Linked DNA regions of Sus scrofa: region 2 is linked to region 1. Evidence: chromatin contacts called from public HiChIP or PLAC-seq data. All regions are on one chromosome and are shown on one strand. The core of a region is the stretch at or near the end of the contact, and the rest is flanking DNA. Distances in the headings are between cores, read along the strand shown. Region 1 has its middle 5.7 kb from the start of GPI. Region 2 holds the start of WTIP (Wilms tumor protein 1-interacting protein).

The links. HiChIP or PLAC-seq counts read pairs in DNA pulled down with a chosen protein or histone mark.
Region 2: an H3K27ac HiChIP or PLAC-seq map of skeletal muscle shows a contact between it and region 1, with 3 times the contacts expected there. The contact joins the promoter of WTIP here to the enhancer-like site in region 1. A contact is called at or near these places in 1 of 5 promoter capture datasets (fetal liver), 4 of 47 Hi-C or Micro-C datasets (fetal heart ventricle, skeletal muscle and subcutaneous adipose tissue) and 2 of 2 datasets of contacts at active chromatin or transcription factors (alveolar macrophages and skeletal muscle).

Annotation. Positions count from the first base shown.
Region 1 is chr6:44,030,681-44,034,640 of Sscrofa11.1, reverse strand. No RefSeq gene overlaps it. Among named protein-coding and RNA genes, the nearest start is that of GPI, 5.7 kb to the left of the region's middle. Within about 2 kb of position 1,985, at least 68 of the 83 cell types and tissues checked have an H3K27ac peak or open chromatin away from gene starts, as enhancers often do. A contact at or near this core is called in alveolar macrophages, fetal liver, skeletal muscle and 1 more, where this site is marked.
Region 2 is chr6:44,149,106-44,153,398 of Sscrofa11.1, reverse strand. WTIP (Wilms tumor protein 1-interacting protein) reads right to left here and starts at 2,524. Exons shown (of 8, transcript XM_021097104.1): 1 at 1,769-2,524. The coding sequence starts at 2,447.

The DNA of each region.
Region 1 (3,960 bases), core at 736-3,235:
TTTTTTTTTTTTTTTTTGGTCTTTTGAGGGCCATACCCGTGGCACATGGAGGCTCCCAGGCTAGGGGGTCAAATCGGAGCTGCAGCTGCCAGCCTACACCACAGCCACAGCAACGTGAGATCCGAGCCGTGTCTGTGACCCACACCACAGCTCGCAGAAACGCTGGATCCTTGACCCCCCTGAGAGAGGCCATGGATCGAACCAGTGTCCTCATGGATGCTAGTCAGATTTGTTTCTGCGGAGCCAGGATGGGAACTCCTGGATTTTTTCATATTAGCAGAAAACTAGATTCCTCTCTGGAGGGCCACAACTCACAGTAGCTATGGAGAGAAAATGCAAGAAGGGGTAGCACAAAGAAGGACTGTTATTAATTGAAAGCCATTCATCATCCAACTACTAAGAAAGTAACCATTACTTTAACACCATTACTCCTGCCAAATGACTGTGTGTAGAGCCTTATGCTAAATTCTCTCCCTCACAACCCTCCTAGCAGCCCCGGGAGGGACATCCTCTTGTCCTCCCCATTTGACAGACAGGTTAAGAAATCCGAAAATAGCCACTTTGCTACTAAGTAGAGAATCACCTGAGGATTTTTCTTTTTAATGGCCGCATGGGGGTGTTCCTGGCCCAGGGATCGAATTTAAGCTGAGGCTGCGGCAATACTGGATCCTTTAACTCACAGCACCGGGGCTGGGGATCGAACCCACTCCGCAGCGACCCCAGCCACTGCAGTTGGATTTGGATTTTGGATTTGGGGGGGGGGGGTGTCGGTGAACCTGCGACACATGTAAATTCCCAGGCTAGGGGTCAAATCAGAGCTGCTGGCCTATGCCACAGCCATTGCCATTGCCACATCAGATCCAAGCTATATCTGTGACCGGGCAACACCTGATCCTTAACCACTGAGTGGGGGCCAGGATTGAACCCGAGTCCTCATGGATACTAGTCGGGTGTGTTACCGCCGAACCACAACAGGAACTCCCTTGAGCCTTGTTCTTAATCACAACCCTGTCCTGCCTGCCACTTTCTGACTCTTCAGCTTTAGGAAAAATGTGCAGCAAAGTGTGGGCAGTCCCTCCTTTCCCTCCCCACCATCCCAGCCCTGTTTTAACATCAATTGGGCCTTAATGATATTGCATCTGATGTTTGGGTAGAATTTTACAAGTGGAATTGGCCAAGAATGGCACCTCTAACAGGACAGCAGCAAGGGCAAAGGCAGAGGCAGGAGAATTCAACCACGGGATTAACACTGGCGTCCTTGACTAGATCTAAGGATCTATGTAGGGCAGTGGGGAGGAAGCCACCAGGAAAGGTGCACTGGTGGCAGTGTGATCGGACATTGGAGTATGGGGTGTGTGTGGGGTCTGTGGTTTGGAAAAATATTAAGGTAATTTTATATTCTGACAAAAGCTACACCTGTATTTCTACCACCATCACCATACTCAGCACCATATGCTATATCAAGCCCTGCGTGCAAACCGCACATTTTAGGGGTCATAATCCGAGGGAAGGGAAGCTTGGAGGCTTCAAGAGGCTGACAACCACAATCAAAAATAAATCTGGCTCAGAAAATTCAAGAGACTGCTCCAGTGGCAGGCACCTTCAAGTGCCTCATTAAGATGGCATCACCTGGGAGAGAGAAATGGATCGAAGGGTAAACTTAAGTCAGGGCTTAAATCGGGGCGGCTGGACAGGGGTTAGGCAGGACCTGGAGACTAAGGGATAACACCGGGACAAGGGCAAAGGAGGTTCAGGGACAGGGCGGCAGAAGTTCTGAGGCCCAAATTTGAAGGAGGTTATGTGTGGGGCGATACACGCTGACGGATTTTCGCGAGCTGTTCCAGGGAGGCGCACCCACAGAGGGTGCTGAGTCAGAGTTACCAGGAAAGCGCGAAGAATCGCGGTTCGCGAGAACTCCGCGGATCTTCCGGCGCTGTCCCCTGCTCTCCCGAGGGGCGGCGCGCACGTGTCTACGCAGGGAAGGCGGGATCCTAACAGGTAGTGGGGGGAAGGGGGTGCGCACGCGTGTGCGTGCGGGCTTGCACGTCCAAGGGCGCACGTATGCGCATGTCTCCGCGCCGGGAGGGGCGAGGGCAGCTGACCGGAGACTAGCAGACGCCTTTACCCGCACGTCTGGGATGGACGTGTGCGCGCATGTGCGCATAGTCCGGGTGGGGCGGTCTGCGCGTGCGCGGGCGAGGAGCACCGGGGACGAGGAAGCGAGCGCCCCCTGGAGGCTCGCAGCGCGTACTGCGTCGTAGTATTTGTCTGCTCAAACAAATGGGAGCCTGACAAGTCACATTGTTCACATACATGGCTTTTTGGCAGTCGAGGAGCTGGCCTTTGGAAGGGTATGTTTCTTCTTTGTCTCCAGATCAGGAAGTAGATCACAAGAGGGGTCACACAGTTCACAGAGGGCCATCCTTTCACAGCACCACGGTTGGGATGCAGTGTTTCAGCTAGTCCGAGAGCTGGAAACCCCACTGTCCCAGGATCCCCCAGGTGGAAAAGTAAGGTCAGCGGCTTAATAAGGACCTCCCCTGCCTGTGTGTTCTGCTTTATTTCTCAGCTAAGCCAAAGCCCCCAAGGACTCTCCTGAGGTTCAGGTGAACATCTGTCCTGCTTCCATCCCCACCCACCTGGCATGGAGCTGAGGCTATGGGACTTCTCTTCTGTCCCCACCACTGTGGTGAATCAGAAATTGGTGAAGAACCATCATGTACTAGTTTTTTTTATTTGTTTTTGTCTTTTTGCCATTTCTTGGGCCGCTCCCGCGGCACATGGAGGTTCCTAGGCTAGGGGTCGAATCGGGGCTGTAGCCGCCGGCCTACCCCAGAGCCACAGCAACATGGGATCCGAGCCGCGTCTGCAACCTACACCACAGCTCACGGCAACGCCGGATCGTTAACCCACTGAGCAAAGGCAGGGACCGAACCTGCAACCTCATGATTCCTAGTCGGATTCGTTAACCACTGCGCCACGACGGGAACTCCTTTTTTTTTTTTTTTTAAGGTACTAGTTTTAAATAGTTTGAATAAAATGTATTTTTCTGTCTAGAATGTTAGTTTTTATTTAAAAAATCTTTTTTTGGCCGCACCTGCAGCATGTGGAAGTTTCCAGGACAAGGACTGAACCAGTGCCACAGCAGTGACATTGCGGGATCCTTAACCAACTGTGCCACCTGGAAACTCCTCTGTGAGCATTTTAATATGAACTTCCAGCGTATTCCTTAGCATACTCATGCAACACGGCTTTACTAAGCAGCCTTGTCCTGAGGTGTACTAAGAAGGCTCTGGGACTTAGTCCTTATAGTCGGCTTCTGGGCATCTCAGCAGAAAGAAGCCTGCGTGGTACTTATACTGGTAGGTTATATATTAATGCCTCCTTACTCCATTTGCCTAAGTTCATGAAAAAAGTTTCAATCCAATGCTTCTTGCTGTAAATGAAAATATGGTGAAAAACTCCTGCAACCCACCCCGCCTTGTGGGTCCTATGTTACAATCTTTCCTTCTCCATAGTAGGACGGCATCACCTAGTGAGACTAGTCCTTCTTGTCCCTGAGACTGGGTCCCTGGCAGAGATGGGGGAAACCACATCCCTGGGTCTGCTCCTGGGAAGGGCTGGCTGGGCACAAGCACCCGGGCTTGGTGGGCTGTGCACACTGGCAGACCACAACCCAGGGAGAGAGCTTTCCTCCTTCCAGGCAGCCTCCTTCACCATGACATCAGCTCTGTCCACAGAGGCCTCCTCTCGTTGTGGCCTTAGGGAAGCCAACAGGAGAGGTACGGTAGTTGTCCTGCTTTCTGCCCACCCACCTCAGCTCATCCTAATACCCCCAGTGCCACTACCCTTGCAAGGGCTCAGACTCAGAACAGGCTGACCTGAAAACCAACTTGGATGCAGCTCTTCAAAGTAATGAATCAGACAGGGCTTCTGATATGGCATCTACTGTTGTTCATT
Region 2 (4,293 bases), core at 1,275-3,774, 120 kb before region 1:
AAAAAATCAGGAAAAATGTTATCTAGATCTGGCTCCTCTTAAAACACATACACACACACACACACACACACAGACATCTGGAGTTCCTGCAGATTCGATCCCCAGCCCGGTGCAGTGGGTTAAGGATCTGGTGTTGCAATGCTCGGATTCAATCCCTGCCCCAGGAATTTCCATATGCCATGGGTGCAGCCAAAAGAGAAAAACAAAACAAAAAACAAAAATCTATCATCACTCACCTCCCCATCCCATGTGGCTTCAGTGGGAGCAGCAGGTTCCCTTGGAAAGGATGACCCACCAGCCCGTGTGGCCTTGTACCTCCAGCCCCTTCACTTTTCCCACTACCTGCCCAGGTCCGCCACCTCTGATTCACTCGAAGATTCCTGAGCAGCCTCAGAGGCCCAGAGAACAACCGCCCCACCCCACCTCCACCCCTCCAGGCAGTAAAAGGGACAGTCTCCCATGGGGAGAGTGCTGAAACAAAGTCCTTCTCATCATAAGACAGCCTGAGCTTCAGCTCCTCACACCTGCCTGACAAGAAAGGAAACAGCTTCTTGCTCTCTCCCTGCTCCCAGGCCGCCGTCTGACAGCAGCCACAGGACCTGTTCTCACCCTACTGACGCTCCCAGGGGAGCCTGAAAGCCTGCAGCAAGTCGCCTCCCAAAGGCAAGTTGACCCTTTGGCCTACACACTCCCTTGACCACCTGGACCTCTCCTGAGCTGCCTGGGAGCCTAGTGGAACAGCCCGCACTCTTGGTTGCTCCCTTCTCCCCTCATTCTTCCCTCTGCCTGGAATGCCCCCACCGGCCTGTCCCCTACAACCTTCCTTCTCTCTCAAGATCCAGTTCAGGGCAGTCCTGCGCTGCTAGCTGGAATGAACCATAAAAGACAAGCCCCAGGACGGCCTCCCTCCCAGACATGATAACTACCATCCAAAGCCGGGTGTCTGCTTATCAGTAAGGGGCGGGGGGGGGGGGGGGGGGAGCCCCTCCCAGCCTCCTCTCAAGCCTAAGAGTCTGAAGCCCTGTCTAAAGAACTAGGGATCAAAAGGCCAAGGTCAGACTGGGAAAGAGAGGCTTGGAGACCGGTGGTTTTCTTTGCAAAGGATGTGAAGCAGGATTCCCTTCGGAAACATCCCATATCCACTGCAGGGTCCAGAGCGAGGACAGCCCAGTGTGACCAGCTCCGTTCTCTCCCCCTCAGGGTGGCCTCTCCTGCCTCATGGACTTTACATCCAGCAGCTACCATTATCAAAGCCTCAGGTCAGGCGGCGTCTGGAGGCATCTGGACCACGCCACCTCCCTGCCCCTGTCCACACCCGGTACTGCTGGGGAAAGGAAACACCGGGACCGCGAGGCCCCTACACGGTTTCGGCTGACTGTGCCTGTATGACAAATTGAAGCAAGTGCCAACGGTTAAGGAGACATTAAAGCTTATTCTGCGTATTAACGTGACTTCTTCTCTAAATCAGGAAAAACGCATCCACTGACTTGGCCAGAACTCCCAGCTGGAGACCCAGAGTCTGAGCCGCTAAATAAACCTCAGACCTGGAGGTTCGCACATACCCACCGACGGTGGAACACACTTAAGACACACGAAAGAGAGAGACGCTCTTCCCATCCCGGCCCCTGGTCCAACACCCAGCCTTCGGCCCACCCTTCGCTCCCCTCCACTGAGCCCGCCGCCTATCCAGAGGCGGTCCCCGACCCCCGACGAGGACGACGGAGGCTTGGGGCCCCGGCGCGCGGGCGGCAGGGACAGGCTTGCTCACCGAAGTAATCCCGCGCCGTGCGCGCCTCCAGCGCTCGCTCCAGCTCTCGGGTCAGCGCCTCCAGCCGCCGCTCCGCCGCGCTCGGGCCGCCTTCCCGGCCCGGGGGCAGCTGGAGCGAAGGCAGAGCGAAGGGGGCCGGCCCGGCCGGCTCCGGGGAGCGAGCCGGCGCGGGACAGGCGCCGGGCAAGAGCAGGTCAGGGTAGGCGCCGGCCGAGCCGCGAGAGCCGAGGCTGGACACGCTGGAGCGGGCGCTGCCCACCGACGGCGGCCCGGGGCCCGGGCGCGGGTCCGAGCGGCCCGAGCGCGGGCTGCCGTGGCGTTGGTCGTAGCCCAGGCTGATGCCGCTGGAGCGGGCGCTGCCACTGCCGCCGCCGCCGCCGCCGCCGTCGGAGCCCGCCAGGCTGGCCCGCGGGCTGCCCGCCGGCTGCGTGCTGAGCTCGGGGACCGCCGCGCGCCGCGGGCCTCGCTCCCCGCGGCTCAGTCCGTCCGCCCCGGCCTCGGGGCCGCCGCCGCCGCCCTGCCCTCTGCGGCCCAGCGCCTGCGCCGCCTCGTCTCCCGGCCCGGGCCTCGGTCCCCGCCGACCCCGGCCCAGAGAGTCGCCGCCCGGCTCCAGCTCCCGCAGGGCCAGCCCGGCCAGGAGCAGAGCCGCCTCGTCCGCAGCCGCCCGGGAGCGCTGCATGGCCCGGCCCGCCGGCCCCGGCGCGTCACCTCCGCCTCCGCTTCCCGCCGCCGCTCCGGCCGCGCCGCCTCATCGTCCGCCCGAAGCCCGGAGCCCGCCCCGGGACCCCTGGGCGCGGGGCGGGGCGGGGCCGGAGCCGGGCCGGGGTCGCTCCGCCGGCCACGCGCGGGCCGGGGGCCGAGGCGCTCCGCTCGGTGGCGCGCACGGCGGAGGAATGTGCGCTCGGAGGCGCCGGGCCGCGCCCCCTCCTCCCCGCGGCCGCGCGGGGGGCGGAGGGACTCCTTTGTGGGGGCAGGAATGCGAGGAAGGAGACGGCGCTGCGGCCTCTGGAATGTGGGGGGAGTGGCGGCGGCGGAGCCGTGGTGTCCGCGCTTAGCCGGGAGCTCGGAGGGGCGCGCAGCTTGGGCCGAGCCGCCGGGGCGTGCGGCTTGGAGCTGGCCCACGGATGGCAAAGCGGCCAGCCGTGGCGCCGCGGAGAGGGTCCGGGCTCCGTTGCGCGCCCCGACAGTCGGGCCTCTTGAAAGATCCCAGATTCCCGCGGGCTGAGCTAGAGGCGGCTCCCGTAATCCCGGCCGTAGAAATATGAGCAGTTGACAAACGTTTCCCACATCCTCCCCCATTTTACTTCCCGGCGCCGCCAGGATTTCAGGAGCTGGGCCGGACAAGTTCGGCCTTGGGCAGAAGCGCTGCGCCCGCTCCAGGACCCTGGAGAACACTGTGCGTCTCGGGCGGATGCGCCCCCAGCACTTCGCGTGACCCTAAAACCCCAGCCTGTCCCGAGGCCATGTGGCCGCGCACTGGTTTCTGCAGCCCCAACCTGCCTGGTGGGGAAGGCGCCTTGTGCTAGCAGAAGATGGGGCTGGATGGGGACTGGTCCCCCATGCCCGGTCTCGGCTCATAAGCGCCCAAGGCCAGGCGAGGCCGGAAGCAGGCCTCAGGCTATACCAGTGGGCAGTGAAGCCTCAGTTGTGACCGCCGCGGGCATTCACCAAGAGATGTGAGAACTCCTTTCTCCAGCACCTGCCCACAGGGTCTTGGGCGAGGTGCCCAGGGAATGCTCCTGAAAGCATTTGCGCAGACATAGGACGGCATGGGGTCTGGGGGCCCTGTGGTGAGGGAGAGGAACAAGAGGTGACTAGGGCTTTGTCTCCAAAAACACAGGCTACAAAGCCCTTATATATTTCAAACAGCTTGTGAGGGAAGAAGAGCAAAGTATTATCTGTCAGGACCTAGTGGATCCCGGCAAACAACCTTGAGTGAAAGAGTTCTCTTATTCCACCCCCTTCCTCAGAGAATTCCAGGAAGGCATCCCATGGAGCAGGGAGCCTGGACGGGGACTCGTCCTGGTGCAGACTGACCAGGGCATTTGGCCTCAACATCGCTTAGGAGCTCGCTGTGGCCCATCCTCAGCTGGCAGGGGAGCAGTATCTGACCCAGCTACTCCTCCCTAGCACCTCTCAGAGCTACAAGAAGAATTCCAATCTTCTACTCCCCAGGCTGGGTGGCGGGAGGGGGTGGGGGTGGCGGAGGCGGTGGCGCTGGGAGGCACAAGTAGGGGCAAGCAGTTGGAAGGGAGCGAATATCCAGAGGAGGCAGCTGATGAAAACTGATCTTACTCTCTGAGAAAGGAATATAAATCAACAATAAGGTATCATATTTCAGTGATCACATTATCTACAATTTAAAGATGGAAATATTGGCAAGATGGTGGTGAAACTTTTGTATATTTTACCGGTAATGAGTGTAAGTTGGCACATCCTGTCAGGAAGAGCAATTTGGTATTATTAACATCCTCAACATCCTTTGTGAGGATATTAATAATACCAATCAACAAACAAAAACACTC